Linked DNA regions of Mus musculus: regions 2, 3, 4, 5, 6 and 7 are each linked to region 1. The links are chromatin contacts, called in public promoter capture Hi-C maps. All regions are on one chromosome and are shown on one strand. Each heading gives the region's core, a stretch centred on a gene start, on an enhancer-like site or on the middle of the called end of the contact. The rest is flanking DNA. Distances are from core to core; before and after follow the strand shown.

What was found. Promoter capture Hi-C pulls out the DNA fragments that hold promoters and counts their contacts. Capture Hi-C pulls out chosen DNA fragments and counts their contacts.
Region 2: a promoter capture Hi-C map of liver shows a contact between it and region 1, with 4 times the contacts expected there. The contact joins the promoter of Thap1 here to the promoter of Golga7 in region 1. A contact is called at or near these places in 2 of 9 other capture datasets (adipose tissue and liver).
Region 3: a contact with region 1 is called in a promoter capture Hi-C map of pre-B cells, with 4 times the contacts expected there. The contact joins the promoter of Rnf170 here to the promoter of Golga7 in region 1. A contact is called at or near these places in 2 of 39 promoter capture datasets (liver and pre-B cells).
Region 4: a promoter capture Hi-C map of pre-B cells shows a contact between it and region 1, with 4 times the contacts expected there. The contact joins the promoter of Fnta here to the promoter of Golga7 in region 1. A contact is called at or near these places in 2 of 39 promoter capture datasets (liver and pre-B cells).
Region 5: a contact with region 1 is called in a promoter capture Hi-C map of pre-B cells, with 4 times the contacts expected there. The contact joins the promoter of Ash2l here to the promoter of Golga7 in region 1. A contact is called at or near these places in 1 of 39 promoter capture datasets (pre-B cells) and 1 of 484 Hi-C or Micro-C datasets (B cells).
Region 6: a promoter capture Hi-C map of pre-B cells shows a contact between it and region 1, with 3 times the contacts expected there. The contact joins the promoter of Lsm1 here to the promoter of Golga7 in region 1. A contact is called at or near these places in 3 of 39 promoter capture datasets (hippocampal neurons, liver and pre-B cells) and 1 of 9 other capture datasets (liver).
Region 7: a contact with region 1 is called in a promoter capture Hi-C map of pre-B cells, with 2.4 times the contacts expected there. The contact joins the promoter of Plpp5 here to the promoter of Golga7 in region 1.

Annotation. Positions count from the first base shown.
Region 1 is chr8:23,255,676-23,258,448 of GRCm38.p6, forward strand. Golga7 (golgi autoantigen, golgin subfamily a, 7) reads right to left here and starts at 1,405. Exons shown (of 5, transcript NM_020585.2): 1 at 999-1,405. The coding sequence starts at 1,109.
Region 2 is chr8:26,156,838-26,159,610 of GRCm38.p6, forward strand. Thap1 (THAP domain containing, apoptosis associated protein 1) reads left to right here and starts at 1,332. Exons shown (of 3, transcript NM_199042.2): 1 at 1,332-1,684. The coding sequence starts at 1,614.
Region 3 is chr8:26,117,936-26,120,708 of GRCm38.p6, forward strand. Rnf170 (ring finger protein 170) reads left to right here and starts at 1,433. Exons shown (of 8, transcript NM_029965.4): 1 at 1,433-1,665; 2 at 2,505-2,628. It overlaps Hook3 (hook microtubule tethering protein 3), which reads right to left and starts at 1,289. Exons shown (of 22, transcript NM_207659.3): 1 at 1,023-1,289. The coding sequence starts at 1,079.
Region 4 is chr8:26,014,235-26,017,007 of GRCm38.p6, forward strand. Fnta (farnesyltransferase, CAAX box, alpha) reads right to left here and starts at 1,376. Exons shown (of 9, transcript NM_008033.4): 1 at 1,147-1,376. The coding sequence starts at 1,346.
Region 5 is chr8:25,839,406-25,842,178 of GRCm38.p6, forward strand. It overlaps Ash2l (ASH2 like histone lysine methyltransferase complex subunit), which reads right to left and starts at 1,382. Exons shown (of 16, transcript NM_011791.3): 1 at 1,177-1,382; 2 at 607-670; 3 at 338-483. The coding sequence starts at 1,352.
Region 6 is chr8:25,784,197-25,786,969 of GRCm38.p6, forward strand. Lsm1 (LSM1 homolog, mRNA degradation associated) reads left to right here and starts at 1,395. Exons shown (of 4, transcript NM_026032.1): 1 at 1,395-1,521. The coding sequence starts at 1,476. Bag4 (BCL2-associated athanogene 4) reads right to left here and starts at 1,013. Exons shown (of 5, transcript NM_026121.3): 1 at 703-1,013. The coding sequence starts at 975.
Region 7 is chr8:25,718,688-25,721,460 of GRCm38.p6, forward strand. Plpp5 (phospholipid phosphatase 5) reads left to right here and starts at 1,361. Exons shown (of 7, transcript NM_028000.1): 1 at 1,361-1,464; 2 at 1,580-1,688; 3 at 1,868-1,958; 4 at 2,487-2,550. The coding sequence starts at 1,403. It overlaps Nsd3 (nuclear receptor binding SET domain protein 3), which reads left to right. Exons shown (of 23, transcript NM_001081269.2): 23 at 1-980.

The DNA of each region.
Region 1 (2,773 bases), core at 155-2,654:
GCCTACAAACCACCCCTCTGATTTTAAATGGCTGGCACACATTTCTCTAGTACACACTCATCTCCACCTACCTAGTCCACAAGCAGCATTTCTTAGCCCCACACCCACACCATGCTTAATTACCCTCCAAGTTCCTCATCCTTCAGAAACTGATTTATGAACAGGAAATAGAATCTGAGTAATATCGCTGAAGAACAAAAGGAGGATCACATTGGGTAGACGAGTAGATTTTTTTTGTTTTTTTTTTGGTGTGGTTAAATCTGAAGGAATGGTACACAAATCTCATCTTTGTTTACAAGGTTGCCCAAAGGACCTCTGCCCCATGACCGTTTTGATATGCAAGGCAAACAGGAAGTTCCCAGTGATAATGACTGGGAGTCAGGGTTGGTTCAGCTACAAGTTCCTTTGCCGTTCCTGCCCGGGACCGTGTACGTTTTTCAGGTTCCAAGAAGGCCTGTCTGGACTGCCGAGCACATCCCTAATAAACCCTTTCAGCTGAACAGTATGACCAGCACAGTGACCACAGATACCAGTCATGACTATGACGCTGTCTTTCGCGTGTCTGAGGCAGTAGGATATAGGTTACCACAGGAGGTATGAGGTGGCCTGGAGTTCCAGGAATTAGCACCTCATCAAGATGTCAATAACTGAGTGAGTGTGTGTGTGTGTGTGAGCTTCAACCAGGTGTCAAGTACCGTGTGTGTGTGTGTGTGTGTGTGTGTGTGTGTGTCGGCATCCTGTTAAGGACACTCTTGGGTGGACTGCGGGCCAGCATCCTAAAAGTTCTATATGATCACTGTACTCTGAGCATTAGCCTTAGTGGTCTTTCTCCAAATACTAGACCGTACCTCCTTCGTATATCTTTTCCCATGAATCCTGACGTCTCATGCTCTCCCGAACCGTGAGACACTCCCTCCCGCTCCAGGGACTCTCCCCTCCCCAGGGCCAGGGGCAGGGCCAGGAGCAGGGCCAGGAGCAGGGGAAGCCGGGCTGCATACCCTGTTCTCCAGCTCCGCGGGGAACTTGGTCTGGAACTGGCAGCGCGTGCCGCTGCTGTAGTCTCGCTGAATGAACACCTTCCCGGACACCGGTGCCTGCTGCGGCCTCATGGCGAGGACAGGACCCGCCGCTCTGCGAGTTCGGGCAAGACACGGGGTCAGATGGCCGGCCTAGAGCCGGCTCTCCGGCCCGCCAGCCCTTCGGAGCCACCCACCGCCCAAAGACGCCCCAGGCCTCCCCCCTCGCCGATCCCCTTCACTCATGGCTGTAGCCGAGGGACTCCAAGCTACCCAAGCCCAGGACCCGCGCCCCCCCACATCCTGGTTCGGCCCTGGAAACACAAACCCGCCTCCTCGGCCCTCCAGCAGCTGTCGCGCCACCTCCGTCGCCGCTTACGTCCTGTCGCAAAAAAACCTAGCCTCTCCCGAACACCTTCTGTGCCGCACGTTGACACCCCGCCCCCTCCGGCCGTAAAGCGACGCCTCCGCGGCTGCGCGTTGCGGTGAGGTGCGCGGTGGCTGGGAGAGAAGTCTTCCTAGTGTAGGCGAATGAAACCCTTCCGGGCGGAAGAAGATGATGATGATGAGGTGGACGTGATCGGTGGATCCGGGAGTTCCGGGAAAGACGCCGGGGTTAGAGACTCGGAATTCCCTGTTGGTTGTGGTGAAGTGGTTTGTGGGCACAGGAATAGTTCCCTTCTTGATTAAGCGTTCCAGCTTTCACGTGGGCTAACCCACCTCGCTCCACAAAAACAACCGTCACTCTCCAATTCCAACAGACACAGATATTTACAACTACAAAGCGCACTACTGGGGATGCATTTGGCCCCTGGAACCCTCTTGAACGAGAGTGAGGAGATGGTATTCCTGTTCTGCATTATCCTGCATCCCTTCTCCAATTCTTCTTGAGGTGTTGGTTTTTTTCGTCCCAGAGACATGTACACCAGCTATACCCGCTTAGGTGACCCGACTGGACCAACAACAGTTCTCTCTCATTGGTCCCCACTTTACTGACTGTATCTTTGCAAGACATCCAGGAAAATCCCTATGCACGTCTGGTGGTGGCGATGTTCTAGTACAACTTTTTAGTATACTGATAATTGATTAGATACTTGATCAGTTGTCACGATAATTGATTTCTCTTTTGGGGTTTTAAAAATAGCATTAAAAAAATTTCCAGCATAGGGCGGGGGACAGGGCAGAGGTCGTCCACTCCCTGGTGATCTCTGAGTTCAAGCCCACCCCAGTTTACCTAAATAGTACCAGGCCAGCCAGATCGTCATGGTGAGACCCTGTCTCAAAAATGAATAGCTTTATCCCAATAAAGGGTGTATAGTAAACCCACTCATTTAACGTGGACATAATTTGTTAACTTCTACCACGTCCATGCCCTTAAACCATCAGTACAATCAAGATAATAAACACCACCTCTAAAAACTTCCTTACTCTTTACAGTCATACCTTTCAGCCATTCAGCAGACCCCCTTTGCCCAGTACTAACCTTTCTGTCACTAGAAACAAACTTGTGTTTTCTTAACTTTCACTTAAATTGAATCAGAGTTTTTCGTCTCCTTCTTATTGTATAGATTCTACTGAGATTCCTCTGTTGTGCCATACGTAATTTCATTTCTGTGACTTTCCCCATTTATTCATTCACGTACTGCCTCAGGGTTTCCATTGCTGTGAAGGGAAACCATGACCAAGACAGTTTTTTATTTGTTTGTTTGTTTGGTTTTTTGAGACAGGGTTTCTCTGTATAGCCCTGGCTGTCCTGG
Region 2 (2,773 bases), core at 82-2,581, 2.9 Mb after region 1:
ACAAGGGGCTGGCAGTGTTTTTATGAGGGACAGAGAGAAAGCTGAAGACTAGGACTGACAAAAAGTTGAGACTGTGAGTACTTGAATTCAAGGATGGTGGTGAGAGAATAACCTCTCTATTCTATGAGGTTAACCTAAGTCTCGAGGAAGGGGTCCTAGGAGCAGCTGATAAGAGCACTTAGCATCAAGACTAATGATCCGAGTTAGGTCCCAGAGCCCACAAGGTGGAAGGAGAGAACCCACTCCCACAAACTGTCCTCTGACCCACAACATGTGTGCCTGGTGCCCAGCTGCCTGGAGTTATAGATGGTTGTGAACTGCCTTGTGGGTGCTGGGAATCGAACCCGGGTCACCTGCAAGAGCAACAAGTGTTCTTTTCTGCTGAATTAAAGCCTAGTTTTTTTGTTTTATCTCAGTGACACCAGGATTTCAGATTTAAGTAGTTGGCGAATGTATTAAACCATATACCTGATAACTCTGAAGGCAAGTCCATGTGTGCTCAAGTAAAACGAGCTAGGAAAAGATGGTATGTGGGTTCAATAGTCAAAGTTCTAGAGATGGTAGCCACTAAATAGATCCTTAAGAGAAGCAATATTTAAGGGTACAGAAAATAGTTTATAAGGGAGAGAATGCGCCACACACTCCAAACTACAGAGGGTCAAGCCTGTAACACTTGTCTTCAGCTTGAAAAATCGCTGCGCCTACACAAAGGTAACAACGTTCAGAAGTGCACTGTAGGGATGGAAAGATGGCTCTGCAGTTGAGAGCACTGACTGCTCTTACATAGGTCCTGAGTTCAATTCCCAGCAACCACATGGTGGCTCACAACCATCTGCAGTGAGATCTGATGCCCTCTTCTGGTGTGTCTGAAGACAGCGACAGTGTACTCACATACATTTAAAAAAAAAAAAAAAGGTCTTCCTTCCCAGCTTAGAGGAAATGAAATGCGCGTTTGTCCTCGTTGTCTAGTTAGACGGTCACCTGGATTCTGAACGTGGACCACAGGTTTGTACAATCCACGCATCTGCTGGTTCCCCCCCCTTTAAAAAAAAACTGCGTATGGCCAGGGACGAGCTCTTCCACGTTCTCCTGCAGGCTTTCGGACCCAACAGGCCGTTCTTTATCAAGCTGCAGCAGAAAACGCCGGACAAATTAACGACAGTCACCACTACGAGAACGACTGCAGTCAGGATCCCAAACAAACGCGCTCTCTTCCGGCCAAGGCGCAGAGGGCCCACCCACTTCCGCACTGCTGACCACGCCCCACAGGCGCGCCTCGCCCCAGCCAATGGTCAGCTTCCCTGGGAACGTTACCTTCAGCCAATCAGAGACGGCGAGCCGAGTCCTCGCGAGAGGTGAGGCTGAAGCTGCCTCCGCCATCTTGAAGATGGGAGACGGGCGACAGCTGTGGTCCTTCTGCTAAAGCAAACCCCACAACGGACAGGGTAGTCACTCCCCCACCCCAACCCCCACCCCACGGCGAGGTGATCGTCCCCGTAACTGCTGACCGACGCCACCGAGAGCGGCGAGCGTTATCAAGGCCGAGCGCGGCGACCCCGACGGCCCCCTTCGCCTGCCTCCCGGGCCGAAGGGAAGTGTGGAGGGCCAGAAGGATGGTGCAGTCCTGCTCCGCCTACGGCTGCAAGAACCGCTACGACAAGGACAAGCCCGTCTCCTTCCACAAGTAGGTAACTGGCGTGCTCCGCGGCCGCGGCGACAGGGGCGCGCGGGCGGGTGGGGGCGGAGCCCGGCGCGTGGCCGCGCGAGACCTGGAGGAGGCGGGGCGGGCGCTCGGGCGCTCAGGGCGGCGGACGGGCCGGGCCGGCGGGGGCGGGGACCCACGGGGGCGCGTCCCCGTGGCTGCGCGCCCCCGCTGCGCATCCCGGGCGCGCGGCGTCTCCGTTGGTCTTGGCCTCCGCTGGGGGCTGAGACCGCGCGCCTTCGCGCTCGCGGAGGGTTTCCGGCGGGCGGGCAAGCGAGCGAGCGACGCCCAGAAGCCTCTCGCAGCCCTGCGTACCTCTTCGTCCCAAGCCGCGGCGTGGCCGTGGCACATAGGGAGGAAGTCGAGCTGGGAACGCACAGGGGGAGGAGGACAGGTTTCGGACCTCACTGTGGATGCCGGGAAGGAAGCAGGGCAGCTGACCGGGATGCCAGGGAGGACTCTTAAGTCCTAGCGTCAAAGAACCAACCTTTAGCATCCATGGGCTTTAGAGGAGGCTCTTGGTATTGTCGAGATGAACCCCTGTCTTTCAACACACAGGAAGAACGAGACGATAGCACACACTTGACTCTGTTGCCGTGGTGAAGGTTAATGTGAGCGAATACCAGCTTTACCCCCACAGCCGTCAGGGCTCGTTCTTGTAGTGGGTGCAGCAATCAAGAAGCCAGGGTGAAAAATACTCTGGAGAGATGGCTCAGCGGTTGAGAGCACTGACTGCTCCTCCAGAGGTCCTGAGTTCAATTCCCAGCAACCACATGGTGGCTCACAACCATCCGTAATGAGAAATGACGCCTTCTTCTGATGTGTCTGAAGACAGCTACAGTGTACTTATATATAATAAATAAATCTTTTTAAAGAGAAAAATAAAAATACTCTCTTGAAAGAAGAAAGTCATAGAATTAGCGTTACTGATGGTGTTTGTTAATGCTAACAGTCCACAAAATGTGACAATTTTTAGGCAGGTAAATTTGTTGTTACAAGTTTTATGTTAGGTTTTGGAGGAATTCCTGACTGTATGCAGATGATAGCTAAGAAATCAGATCCACTGGTAAA
Region 3 (2,773 bases), core at 183-2,682, 2.9 Mb after region 1:
CAGGAGGCCCAAATACTACCATCTCCCCCAATAAGCAAACAAAATTAACATGTATCACAATAGCCACTGTAAATGTATCTGGGTTCTTCTAAAAAGGACAGCTAACATTTCTAGCAGTAAGTAAAATGAATGTTCCTGGTTTATCCCATGGCTCTGCATATATGCCTGGACCTACCTCCAACCAGCATATGAAAACCAGAAACAAACACGGTTAACTGTCCAGCTAATGAAAAGGGCCGTTTAAGCCATGACTATTGACAAAATCCTGCATGTTTACTTGAAAATTCGATAACCTTAACCCTCATCAATTCCAAATTAGAATCTCATGGTGCTTTAAAAATGTGTTTCAGTTCCATTACGAAATCCCTCAATTTTTCCAGTTCAACATTTTTATCGTTGGTTCCTTTTATAGGTACCATCACATCGTTTATAACAGTCAAAATGCATCTCGCGTTTTAAATGTTTTGCCTCTGAGTGATTCTTCATGTTTTGTCTATCCACCCTGCCAATGTACTATTTTCCAATGGGCAGGGCTTCATCCATCCCTCAAGGGGCTACACTCCATCCTGGCTGAACGCTACAACAAAGGCGAGCAGCATCGCTTAACTAGGGGGTCCCGACTGCCTCTACCGGGCGCCCAGGCAGAACCAACGCTTTGGATCACTGGGAGCTTGGGAGCGAAACGCCAGCGCCTCATCAAGGCAAACAGTCCTAATTACAGTGTCGCCTGCACCCCATCATTAGCCCCCACCGGGCAGGTTTCCTCTCGGACAGCAGCCAACATCTCAGGCCGGACAAGTTCCTCCTGGACCCTGGGCCCAGCCTGCCTGAGCCCGGCCTCTCCCTGCTGACCCTGACCCGGCCGCGGGTGTAGACGCGGCCGCACCGGCTACTCAGCTCCGCCCGTCCCAAGCCCCGGATGTGACGGCAGGTCGCCCCGGGGCGTTCGCCCCCCGGGACGAGCACCGGTGTCCGCGAAAAGGTGGCGGAGCTTTCCCACCGGCCCGCTGCCCACCACGTACCCAAGTGAGCAGGCTCTCGCACAGCTCCACCCGCTCCACAGACTCCACGTTAAACATCTTCCTGGGGTGGCCGCAGCGTCTCCCTTCAACCAACCAGAAGCCGCGGCCGCTCGGCTCGGGGTTTGAGTCCGAAGGGGTCAGGCAGCAGACCGGGCGTCTGGCGGACCTTCTCTTCCGTCCGTCCGCTCCCGGGGCGCGGACGCTGGCAATCGCTCCGCACTGTCACCAGCCCCTCCTTCCCTCGCTCGGGGCCGCGCACTCCCTTGCGCGCACCCGGCGCCGCCAGCCCACGCCCTCTTGCGCGAGCGCCGCGCCCCGCCGCGCCGCGTAGCGCGAGTCCCGAGGTCCGAGGGCCACTGCGCACGCTCGCGCTCGCTCAGCCCCGCCCCTAGAGGCGCGCTCCCAGAGCCAGTCCAAGGCCCGCGGGCGCGCGCCCCGGCCGGGCCCTGCGGTGGCGGCCGGTCTGTGTGTCTCTCCAGTCCGCTCACCCTCGCCGGGGCTCCGCACTGCGCGTGCGCTGACGCCGGCGCTCTGGCTTAAGAAGCCGCCTGTAGTTTGCACGGGAGGAGTAGCTAGGTAGTCCCCGGAAATGAGCTCTATGCCGACCCGCCGACTGGCCCGGTAGTTCCTCGGCCGCGACGAGGTACGCGCCCCCCTCTCCGGCCGCGGGCGTGTGCCAGGCCACGCCCCCGCACGGGCGGGCCGGGGACCCGCGGACTGCGGGACTCGGCGCGGTGGCGGTGGGGGGAGCTGCGGGACCGCGCGAGGGTAGGCTCCGCGCCCACCGCTTCCCTCCGGAAGCCGGAGCGCAGCCTTCCCTGAGTCGCCGGAGCCTGCCCAGAGTCTCCCTCCGGGCGAAGGTGGAACGGCTGACGTGGGCGCGTCTCGGAGGCTGGGGGCCGGTTTGGCCCGGCTGTGGGGAGCCCGGCGTTCCTCCTTGGAGCCCCCTTCTCCCACAAAAAACTTTACCCAAAGTGACAGAGGGTGGACGCCAGTTCCCCAGTGCGTAAGGACCCTTGCTGTTCCTAAGGCCTGCTTCTTGTGCTAGGAGTTGGCTTCATTGAGGTGCATCCTTGCCCGACTTTCGATTTTTTTTTTTTAATACAAGCCTTGTAGAAGGTTTCATATACGTTTTTAAGTCGCATGCAGAACAGTGCGTAGCAGTACATGTTTGAGGAATATTAATAAAATGAATTGCCACATTCCCAAGAGTTCTTCCATCCATACCATCTCTAATCTGATTTTTGTGATAGGCACTTACTTTATTTTAAAAGCTTTCCCTTTTAGCTTTTTAACCAGATGACTATGCATGTAGTATAATTTTCCTTTGTTTGATTTTGAACTTTTATGAATGGATATGTATTGTGGCTTTGGCTTTTAAATAATATTAAATTATCTGCAAAAATCCCATGATTGTCTAATATCCTATTGTGTGACTACAGCCTTGTACCCGTTCTACTATTGATGTGCACTTTGTTCCAGCTTAGGGCGTCTAAGAATAATGCTATAATAAACAGTCGACCTTAATGCAAAGATATTGGCGTTTCCAAGACAACAAGATACAAGATATATGCTTTGGAGTCCTAGGAGAATCTTGGATTCAAAGGTATGCATAACCACCAGATCATGCAGTCTTTGATTAGCAGTGCCTGGGAAGAAGTTATCTTCCCAGGGCACACCTTCACTTTTTTTTTTTTTTTCTTCAGTTCCTGGGGACTTCTTTCCCATTTGAAGTTGGTTTTCTCGCTGAG
Region 4 (2,773 bases), core at 126-2,625, 2.8 Mb after region 1:
GCAGAGGGAGGGCCTGGCATGTGGAGATGCCTGCCTAGCATGAGGGAGAGAAGGCTCTGGAATCTGACAGTTGCCTAAGCCAGAATATTAGCTTTACAACTTCCTGTGTGAAGTCATTAATCTGCCTGGATGTTGGTTTCTTCATTTATAAGATGAAGATAATGTTACCAGTCAACTTTGGAAGGCAACTTTGAGAAGGAATAATTTTGAGTACTTAAAACCTGCATAGCATACTGTATGCATGCTAACAATCCAGGGAACAGTCTCAAAACAACAGTATGACTGCAACAACTGGCACTTCTGGAGACTTCCATGAACTGCTCAGTGTGGCCAGCCTTGACTTACATTCTTTTCTTCTTCTCTATACTAATCAGTTACTGACAGCAGACATTTGTGGTACGCAGTTAACCTTGAAATTGCATCCCTTATGTAAGAATATGGGGAAAAGAATGACCTGCTAATTTTATATATATATATATATATACATATGTATGTATATATGTATATATATATATCCTATAGTTTGGAGAGAGGCACGGCAAACACGGTCATTTAGTTCTTCGGAAATCAGCCATCCGAAGAACATAATTCATAAATCAGAGGAAAGTTCTGAAGCTATGGGACCCCACAACCAATCTCAAGTCATCCAACTGCAGAAACCTCTATAATGCCTTTCACTCATTCCTGAAAGCCTGGCAAATGAGTCACCTAAAGGGTTTAGGTAGAACTACAAAAAACAGTAAGTACTTTTTGACAAGGAACTAGGGGACATGGAAAGGAAGACAGAAGGGATGTGCACAGTGGCCAAGATGAAGGAAAGGCAGGAAAGTTCTCTCCAGGCAGCAGAAGGCACGCAAAGGCCCGACAGTGTTTGTAAAGAGCAGATCTGGCCGCTTAAGTGACATTATCCCATAGCGAGCTGTCAAAAGGGCGCCTTTCGGATGATGCACGGCTCTCAGCAGGGCAGCACTGCGGGACCACGGAAGTGTCACCGCACCCTAGCTTCAGAAGAGCGCCGCCGCAGCCTGCGGCCACCCGGGGCTGCGCGGCGCGGACTCGGAGGGCGCCCCCGTCCGCCGAGCTGCGTCGTCGTCGCTCGCACTCAGCCCCGGGCCTCTGGCGCCGCGGCCCGCAGGAGGGCGTTACCTGTACAAGACATAGGTGGGCGAGTCCAGGCTCAGAAACCCGTCGTCCATAGGGGACGCCGCCGCTTCCCCGGCCTCAGCCGCCATCTCTTCTTCCTGCGGCTGCTGTGCTGGCGGCGGCGGAGGCGGGGGCGGCGGCTGCTCCGGCTGTCCCGGCTCGCCGCCTGCCGCAGATTCCCCGACCCCCTCGGTGGCCGCCATCTCGCCTCCGTCCGCAGCAGAGGTGGTGGTGGAGGCCCCGCCCCCTCCGCGGCCCGCCCCGCCCCCGGCGAGGCCCACTTCCGGTTCCTCGGGTCCTACCATAGAGGCGTGGGGTAGAGGGCCCGGCCCGGAGGCCTGGCCTGAATACCTACTGTCCTCGCTGCTGTGTTTCCAGGGCCCCCTTCCCGAATGCAGGTTTTCAGAGGCCTTTAGGTGCTAATTGGCAAGCAGTGTTATTAGTTGTTGTTTCCTTTGTTGGGTAACTTTTCTGTTTCCTTGCTTTTGTTTCTTTTTCAACGCTTAGGATGGAACCGGAAGACTTGCACATGCTAGGCATGTGCTCTACCACTGAGTTACATCTCCAGTCCCCAGCGGCCCCCTTCTTTTGGACCATCTTAGGAGTGTGAAGAATTGCAAACGGTGCACAGCCAGCCACCTCTTTCCCCCCTCAGGCTTCCACTTTAACCTTAAAAGGGTCTTTACATTCTTTCACACTTTACATGTTTTTCAGTGCTAGGCGTTTATATAATCCTATAATAAAATAGCAGCATTTTATTAATCCGGGGGGTGTCTTTGGAATTAAATTTGGATCTGTGCAGAACTCCTTTCTAAATATAGAGAATAGATATATTCAATTAACAAATATTTACTATACAATAGGCACCAGGTTCATTCGCAGCAGCGCAAAGACCATAGTGTCTGGTCACCATATATTCTAGGGAAGGTTCTTAAATCAGAACCGATTGAGGCAAAGTGGGAATAAAAGAGACAAATGTCTTTATAAGCATACTGTCCTTTAATTAGAAAAAAATCCAAGGATGGTCATGGGCCTTGGAGGTTTTATAGGGTAGAAAAGGGACTTTTGGGATTCCAACAGAGGTCGGTATGTGATCTTAGCTGAAGTTTCCCCACATCCTAATAGCCCACAGGTGTTATCAGTCAAACCAACTTTTCTGTGCTGAGTTTCTCAGTGCAGCTGTGCTAGTGATCAAACCCAGGATTTAGAAATGCTAGTATTGGCTGGGCAGTGGTGGCACATGCCTGTAATCCCAGCACTTAGGCAGAGGGGCAGAGGCAGAGGCGCAGAGGCAGAGGCAGAGGGGCAGAGGCAGAGGGGCAGAGGCAGAGGGGCAGAGGCAGAGGCAGAGGCAGAGGGGCAGAGGCAGAGGCAGAGGGGCAGAGGCAGAGGCAGGTGGATATATTATTTACTCATTACCTTGTGGTTTGTGTGTGTGTGTGTGTGTGAGAGAGAGAGAGAGAGAGAGAGAGAGAGAGAGAGAGAGAGAGAGAGAGAGAGAGAGAGAGAGAGAGAGAGAGAGAGAGAGAGAGAGAGAGAGAGAGACTGAGACTTACCTGCCAGAAGGGAGCCCACCTTTGGGGGAACTTAAAAGAAATTCCCTTTGTTCTCTGGATTCTCCCTTAAGACC
Region 5 (2,773 bases), core at 132-2,631, 2.6 Mb after region 1:
TACACATATAATAAATCTTTGGGCTGTTGTGAGCAGAGTTGGAGCAAGCAGGGCTAGAGCGGGCAGAGGTCCTGAGTTCAATTTCCAGAAACCACATGATGGCTCACAACCATTTGTATAGCTACAGTGTACTCATATACATAAAATAAATAAATTAATTAAAAAAAAAGAAATATGATTACATAATTTCCCCTTCCACCCCAGAACTGGGGTTCCTTGAGCTGCCATGTGAATACTGGGAATCAAGCCCAAACCCCTGAAAGGGTAACTAGTGATCTAAAATGCTAAGCCATCTCTCCAGGATCATGCTGTCTAGAAGGCCATGAAATGTACTCACGACGTGTCTATTCCAAAGGTGTCAGCGGTGAACCATTTTGTACATATCCCACACTGCAACTCCACTTCTCCCAACTGCCGCCCATTCTCCTCATCCACAGAGCCCGCCTGGGTATCCATCACTTCTGAAGTGTCTCCGGTACCTTCCTGGAGCCACAGGGCAATAAGAGAATCAAATGGCCTGACTACTTTTTAAAAAAAAAAAAATAGATTAAACATTTTAAAACCAAATCTAGTTCGCCTTCCAAAGGCCTCAGAGGAAATACTTACCAAAGTATCTTTTCCATTAGAAGATTCTGTCTCCAGACCACTTACATCAACCAAGTTTGCATCCCTATAATGAAAAGACAAACATCAAAATGGCCTTTCCTAAACAGAAAAACACAATGGTCCAAATACGGAGGGTATATCTTTTTCATGTCCTGAACGGGATGCCCACGAGAGAACAATCCTGAGTATTAGGAGGGAGGTTGTCAAGCAAGACAAATGTGTTCGCGGCCCAGGGATTCCTAGTGCACTGGGCTAACGACGGGAGGCTGCCGTCCTCAGTGCTTTCAGGACCAAGCATTGCAAGAGGGATCAGCGAGGTCTTCCGGGGCGCTAGAGGGGGAAACGCTCTTGGCTCACACTGGTGCTGATGGGAGCCGAGGAGCCGAGGAGCGGCTTGGAGTCCACAAGCAAGCAGCCAGCGGGGTTGCGGAGGGTACCGGGTGGGCGGGCGGGCCGAGCCGTTGGCTGCGGGACCTGGATCCGGAGGGCGACACCGGGCGGCGCGAGCCGCGGGCTTCCACGAGGGGCGGGCCCTCGCGCGTCCCCGGGGCTGCGAGTGGATTGCCTTACCCACTTTCGGCCTCTCCGGAGCTGGGCTCCGCTCCCGGGGCGGCTGACGGCCCCTCGCCAGCCCCCGCGGCCACCGGCTCTGTCTCTCGGTCCTCCGCCGTTGTGGCACTTGCAGCGGCTCCGGGACCAGGGCCGGCGCTGACTCCCGGACCAGGACCCGCTCCAGCCGCCGCCATCGCTGCTCCTTCCCAAGCTCTCGCGAGAATATATCTATGCGGCGAGTTGCCGCCACGCACGGCGCTCTTAAAGTGGGAAAGACCTTTTGTTGGGGGGCCCGCCACTTACTTGGGAAGGACGCACTTTGAGTCCGCCGCTTTAAGGCCAGAAAAAAAAAAAAAAAGAAAGGAAGAAAGAAAAAGGCAGGGCGCAACTCGGATTGCCCAGGTTTGAAGGGAGCCACTTAGGAGGTCTGTCCTTTGCTTTCCTCTTGGGACTTGAATTATTCAAAACGCCTGCTCATAGTCGTGGCTAAGAGTGGAAATCACGGCACATATGAGGATGTGAGAGACTCCCCTTTACACTGTGCGGAGCAGGCGATCATACTAAAACCCTAAAACGTAGGAAACTTCCAAACAACAACAAAGGAGCACTCTGGCTCACACCTGCCGGGAGCGTCTGTAACTGCGTAGCTGGCCGCCAGAAGCCCCGTTTCCAGGCGGCTTTTGGAGAGACTAGAGGTCTGATTCCAGAGAGCCCGAGGTAGTTGTGGGTGGAAAAGACGTTAGGAAAAGAAACATCTGGCCAGAGGAGGCTAGAAGTGCTGTGCGCTCGAGGAACACGAATTGCTAGTTCACGGAGGGAAGTAGAGCTCCAGGCGAGAGTGCTAGCAGAGGACAGAATTCAGCAAGGTTTGGGCCTTAGCGAGAAGGGCAGAAACGAGTAAGAAAGGGATGTCTGCTGGTAGCTAAACCCCTGGACTGAGTGCAAGCATATGGGTGGGCTCTAAACCCTAGCAAAATAGAAACTGCCGCCTCACCCCCATCCTCCGCGTGTGTGTGCGCTTTACGGATGTGTGCGCATGTATGTGGCATAGTGCACTGGACAGGTGAGAGGACAATATGGTGAGAAGAGCTTTCTTTCCCTCCACTATGTGAGTTCTAGGAATCTAGCTCAGGCTTGGCAAGCAAGTGCCGCCTTTGCCCACTGGGCCATCTCACGGACCATAAATTTGCTGTTTTAAAACAAACACACTTAGGGATTAGAGATCATTGATACTTTGCAGTTGTTAGGAGAAAGTGCCGCCATGACCAAAAATATCTTAAGCAAGGGGAGGGGGGATCTTGGTTGAGGGGGGTTCAAAGAGATAAGAATCCATGATGGTGGGGAGATAAGGCAGCAAGGATCTGAAATGGTGACTATCAGACAAGGCTGAGAGCTCGAATTCTCTATCAGAATCACCAAGCAGACAGGGAGAACTTCAAGGAAGCGGCTTCACTTTTTTCGTGTAAGCTTGCCCCCAGTGACTTACCTCCACCAGCAAACGTTCACCTCCCAAGCCTCCCTAGACATCATAACAACTGTTGTGTGAATGGGGACCGATCCTCCCCCCCCCATGCCCCACCTTACCCTCTCAAATGCATGACTTTTTAGAGATTTC
Region 6 (2,773 bases), core at 145-2,644, 2.5 Mb after region 1:
AATGATAGCCCCATACGAAGATAAAATAGAAACACACTTTTGGCATGTATGCAAGCAACAAAATGTTACAGGTCCAAACATACTAAGCAAGTCGGTCTCTCAGAGCCTTCTCCATTCAAAAATTGGGAAGCATTAATAACATCTGTCTTGCAGTCTTGCGATGATTAAATAGAACATTAAGGTACTTTGCAACATTGATCCCTCCTGATTCAATTCCAGGCAAAGCTTTAGTGATAAGGAACTAAGTGATCAGCCCGCCCCGTTTCGATCCCTTCCCCGTGGGAGGGGCTGCTGAGTAAGGGCTGGGGCTGCAGCTCCCCGAGCCACGCAGGATAAATTGTTACAGCCCAATCACGCTAACCTACGCTCTCGGGAAAGAGATCCTGCAGCCTGCTACTAAGCTTAGGAAGTCAGCGCAGAATATTTTTTCGTTTTTTTTTTTCGTGGTTAACAAGAACACTTATGATGGCTGAAGTTAAAAAAAAAAGCAAAAACAAACAAACAAACAAACAAAACGAAGGGACAAATGGAACCCAAGCCTAGCTCCCCTCGCATCTCTGGTCCTCGTCTCTGCACCGTCCCCAAAAGAAGAACAAATCAGAGACCCGAGTCCTAACAGACCCTAAGTATAAAACCCCCAAATGTCCTCACCTCTGCCCAAGACTTCCCGACTGGAGCCCCGGAAAAGACTTCGAAGCTTACCTGGTGGCCTCCCCCGGCTCTGCTCGCTTCTGCCCAGGCGCCTCCCGAGGGGTAGTAGCCATCGCCACCTGCGCCTTCGCCCGGCCAGGTGGTCTCGGCCGGGGCGCCCCCGCGCCCTCGCCAGGAAACCGGAGGCTGGGGAGGCTCCGGACGAAGAGGGGGGTATAAGGGCGGAGGTACGTGCACCGGGACATCGCCTCCCCCGGGCCCGTAGTAGCGGCCGTAAGAAGGGCCGTCACTGGGGCCGTAGCCCGAGCGCCTCAGGGCCGACATGGGCTCCGCTGCCGCGAAGCGCTTCCCGCCCCCCACGACCGTCCCATTGCGCAGGCGCCTGCGGGAGGCCGCTATTGGCGAGCGGCGGAGGGGGATAGGACGGCTACAGCCAATCCCGAGCCGGTCCCGCCCCTTGCACGCCGAGCGCGGAACGGTCATGGACGGTACGGGTCAATCCGGGCCTCGGGTCGGGAAAGCGAGGCGAGGGGCAGCGCTCGTCACGCGTGAGGAAACGCCTATCCTCCGCCCTTCCGACCTGGACTTCACTGCACTGACTGGAGGGGAAGAGAACGTGGTCGGCCACCGACTGGCAACACGCCCGGCACGCCTCTTTCGGCGGACGGGCAGGCGATACCGGAAGTGGGTGGGGTCACCTGAAACGCTTCCGGCGACTAGCGGTGTCTGAGCTGCAGGTGAGCGGCCGGTTCCCGTCCGCGTCCCGCCGACGGGCGACTGGACGCCCTCGCGGCCGTCCGGTGCAGCCTTGCGAGAGCTCAAACATGAACTATATGCCCGGCACCGCCAGCCTCATCGAGGACATCGACAGTGAGTACCTAACCTCTCCCTCGGGGGAAGCCTGGTGTGGGACCCCTTTTCGAGTGGGCGTCCCTCGACAAGGGCCCAGAGAGTGATCTCTGGGCCCGGGCGGGGTGGTTCTGCCTTCACAGCCTCGGACGGAGCCTTTTCCCAAGCTGCCTTCTCTGTCCTTGAGCGGGTAACACCTCCCCGCCCCCCGCCCCCCAAGCTGTGAAACGCCTTCCGAGGGGCGCAGCATCCGACTTGGGAACGTGAAGGGCAGAGCACGCGAAGGAAGTCGCCTGAGCCACTTCGCGTTCCCAAGTCGGATGCTGCGCCCCTCGTAAGGCGTTTGACAGTGAATGGATGGAGATTGCTTCTAGAAAGGACTCACCAGACCCGACAACAGCAGTTGAATTTAATTAGCAGAGAACGTAGGCTTTCTGTTGTATAGCCACTAGCACTCTCCTTTTTCTGTAAGGGTCATTAGCACTTTCAGATTAAAGTTGTAGAGACAGGTGCCGGACGTAATAACGGGATTTTCTGCGAATGCTAAGTCACTTCAAACTTACTCTTTTCTGTTTGACAGTTTTGCTTTTACTAAAAGGAGGTTAGTCCTGTAAAAATAAAGAGGTTACAATTTCGGTTTTAAAAGGTTTAATTTATTGTGTATTTATGTCTCGTCTACATGTAATTAAACCACGGGCATATTGGTATCCACGAAGCCAGATGACTTTCTCTTCTTGGGATCCTCTGGAATTGGAGTTATGGACCGAGTTACAGAGTCACAGTGTGGGTGCTGAGAAAGGAACTCAGATCTTCTGCAAGAGCAACACGTGCTCTTCTGAACCATCTCTCCAGCCTCCACTTTCATTCCCCCGCCCCGAATTCTTACCTGTGTATGATTCCTTGAATATAACTTTTTTTTTTTTTTGGTTTTTCGAGACAGGGTTTCTCTGTATAGCCCTGGCTGATCTGGAACTCACCTTGTACACCAGGCTGGCCTGGAACTCAGAAATCTTCCTGCCTTTGCCTCCCAAGTGCTGGGATGAATATAACTTTTAAAGCAGCATTAAAAAAACAAACAAACAAACAAAAAAAAAAAACCGCTGTATATGAGCATGTATGTATGTGCATTGCGAGCTTGCCTGGTGCTGGAGAGAACAGAAGAGGGTACTGGGTCCTCTGGAAGACCAGACAATACTCTTTAGCACTGAGCCATCTCTCAGGTCTATAATCAGCATTTTAAAATCATTTTAATACTGTGACTTTTCAAAAGCAA
Region 7 (2,773 bases), core at 111-2,610, 2.5 Mb after region 1:
TATTGTTTGTCCTTCAGTAGGCTCTGAAAGTCATTGACTTGTAAGTTCAAGGGAAAATAGAAGTTGCCAAAGTCAGTATTCGGTCCTTGGTTTTCTTGTGACTTCACTGCGTCCGTTAAGGGACGAGAAGCCTTCCTTACCTGCTGACTGAGCCTTGCTCTGTGCAGATGGCTTTCAAGTATCTGCCATTTTGCCTCAACAGGGAATTCTTGTCAGTTAAAGGGAATGAGGGAATTACACTTTTGTTATCAATTAACATCTCATTTTTTGTACCCTATGGTAAGTAACTGTATTGCCGCTAATAACCAAGTTGCTAACTGATTACAGCTGGCTAAAAAGTTCTTTTTATATACAAAGATTTGTGTATTTTCAACTGCTATGGCAAATTCATTTGTGTCCATTTAAATATTACACAATAAACACATATCTGCAGATCCCACCCTCACCTTGTGTTCTTTGAATAAAGTTCTTGATAGATTGTTTACATCTGTATTTACCTGTAATGAACGCTGTAGACCTGTGAAATATCAAAGTGTCAACATCCATTAGTCAGTCTCTTTAGTTTCTGTGACTTGGCGCTCCTAACACTAAGGGGTTAGTGTTAATGTTCCCCAGGGGTATTCTACTAGGGCATTACTGTTTAATGACTTCAAAATATAGTTTAAGGATTTTGTTTATTGACCAATGTCTTATTGCAAAGTATGAGCCTACCATCTTAGTTAACCTGTACATATCTGTTAACTAGTGTAGTGTATGTGAGATTGCCTGTAACATTTGAGCTTCTTACTGATGTGTGCTGGTGGGACAGGTTTTGTACATTGTATTTACTGGAATCCTGCCTTTTTAACTTACAGATACTTTAGAATTCAAATATGTTTTCTGCTTCTGTAAGAATGTGGGAAAGCTTTTAATGGCATTCCATTGATTTCAGGTCTTGCTTGAGGTTGACTTTAATAAATTGTCCTGTATGGTCTACTTAAGAATATGGGCTGGTTCTTTACCTGTAATTTCATGGTACAGTTTACTGGGAAATGAGACACAAAAATACAACCACTCACCCTCAGCCCAGTTTTTTCCCTTCGAAATGCTCCAAAGACATAGTTTCTTTAAAGTGGGCTTTCTGGTTTGCTTTTGTAGAGGAAGCATCTCTGGAGAATGACGTTCCTTTTCTTGTCCTATAAGCTGATCTGGGTGGTTGGTGAAGGACACATTGCTTTGAGACCCAAAGGTGATCTGTTAGGTGGTACTCATAACACAGCAAATGAGCTCTGAATTTCCTGTAGCCCGGAGGCCCCGCTGGTAGTCAGTCCCCGCGGAGTTCGCTAGGTGGCGCTGGACACCGGGCGGGCGGAACCACGGCGCGCCGGGGCCACGTCAGCGTCTGATCCGCACGTATGGCGGGATGGGGACGGCGGCCCTGGGAGCCGAGCTGGGCGTGCGGGTCCTGCTCTTTGTGGCTTTCCTGTAAGGATCTGTCAACGCTCCCAGGCGTCCCTGGGCGCTCGCACTTCCTAAGCGGCTCGGGGCGGCAGGTTCTTCCGCCGAGGTAGCCTGTCAATCTTCCCCGTTTCCTCCCCAGGGTGACCGAGCTGCTCCCTCCCTTCCAGCGGCGGATCCAGCCCGAGGAGCTGTGGCTCTACAGGAACCCGTACGTGGAGGCGGAATACTTCCCCACCGGCCGCATGTTTGTGCGTGAGCTGCCCTCCCGCCCTCCTCCGCTGGCAGGGACTCCTCCCCTGCCTTGAGTTCCAGGGCTAGGGCGAGGCGTCTGGTGGGCAATCTGAGCCCCGATCTTGGTTAGTGCGCGGCAGCTGGTGCTTTAGGCCAGGAGGGACTTGGTTTTACCGACCCTGTGTTTTACCTTCAGGTCATTGCCTTTCTCACTCCACTGTCCCTGATCTTCCTCGCCAAGTTTCTAAGGAAAGCTGACGCTACCGACAGCAAGCAAGCCTGCCTCGGTAAGTCGCCCTTGTTCCAGTTGTTCCTGTCTTAGTGTTGGCAAGTAGCTATGGGGTTCAGCTACTCTGTACCCCTAAAGTATGTCTTTTTACCCCATGAGACCAAAAAGCAGTACTGATGAGAATGTGCTTAATAACACAGGCGCCACACAGGTGTTCCTTTTTGTTTGTTTGTTTTTTCGAGACAGGGTTTCTCTGTGTAGCCCTGTCTGTCCTGGAACTCACTTTGTAGACCAGGCTGGCCTTGAACTCAGAAATCCACCTGCCTCTGCCTCCCAAGTGCTGGGATTAAAGGCGTGTGCCACCACGCCCGGCCAGGTGTTCCTTATTAACACAGACACCACACAGGTGTTCCCTATTAACACAGGTGCCACATAGGTGTTCCTCAGTGCTCCACTTCTCTGCCCCTAGGCCGTTTGGGTTTTTATTCTGGTTGGGTTCTATCTCAAAGCAATGAAGGCTCTACTCATGAGGTGGTGGCTTACTCTTCTCCAAGCAGATGGCACTAACGGCTTCTTTGCTTTCCAGCTGCCAGCCTTGCCCTAGCTCTGAATGGTGTCTTTACCAACATAATCAAACTGATAGTGGGCAGGTAAGTGAGAAGCCTTGGCACTCAAACCTCCCTGAGCGCCCCCCACACACACACCACCACATTCTCAAGCAGTGTTTACCCGGATTCTCAGACTAGTCTCTCCTTTCTCACCAGAACTCCCTCTCCCTGCCCTCTGCCTGTTCCAAGTGTACCACCTGGTCTGCGTCCTGTCCTGAGTATTTCCCACAGCGACCACCTTTATGTACCTAAAGCTGCAGTATGA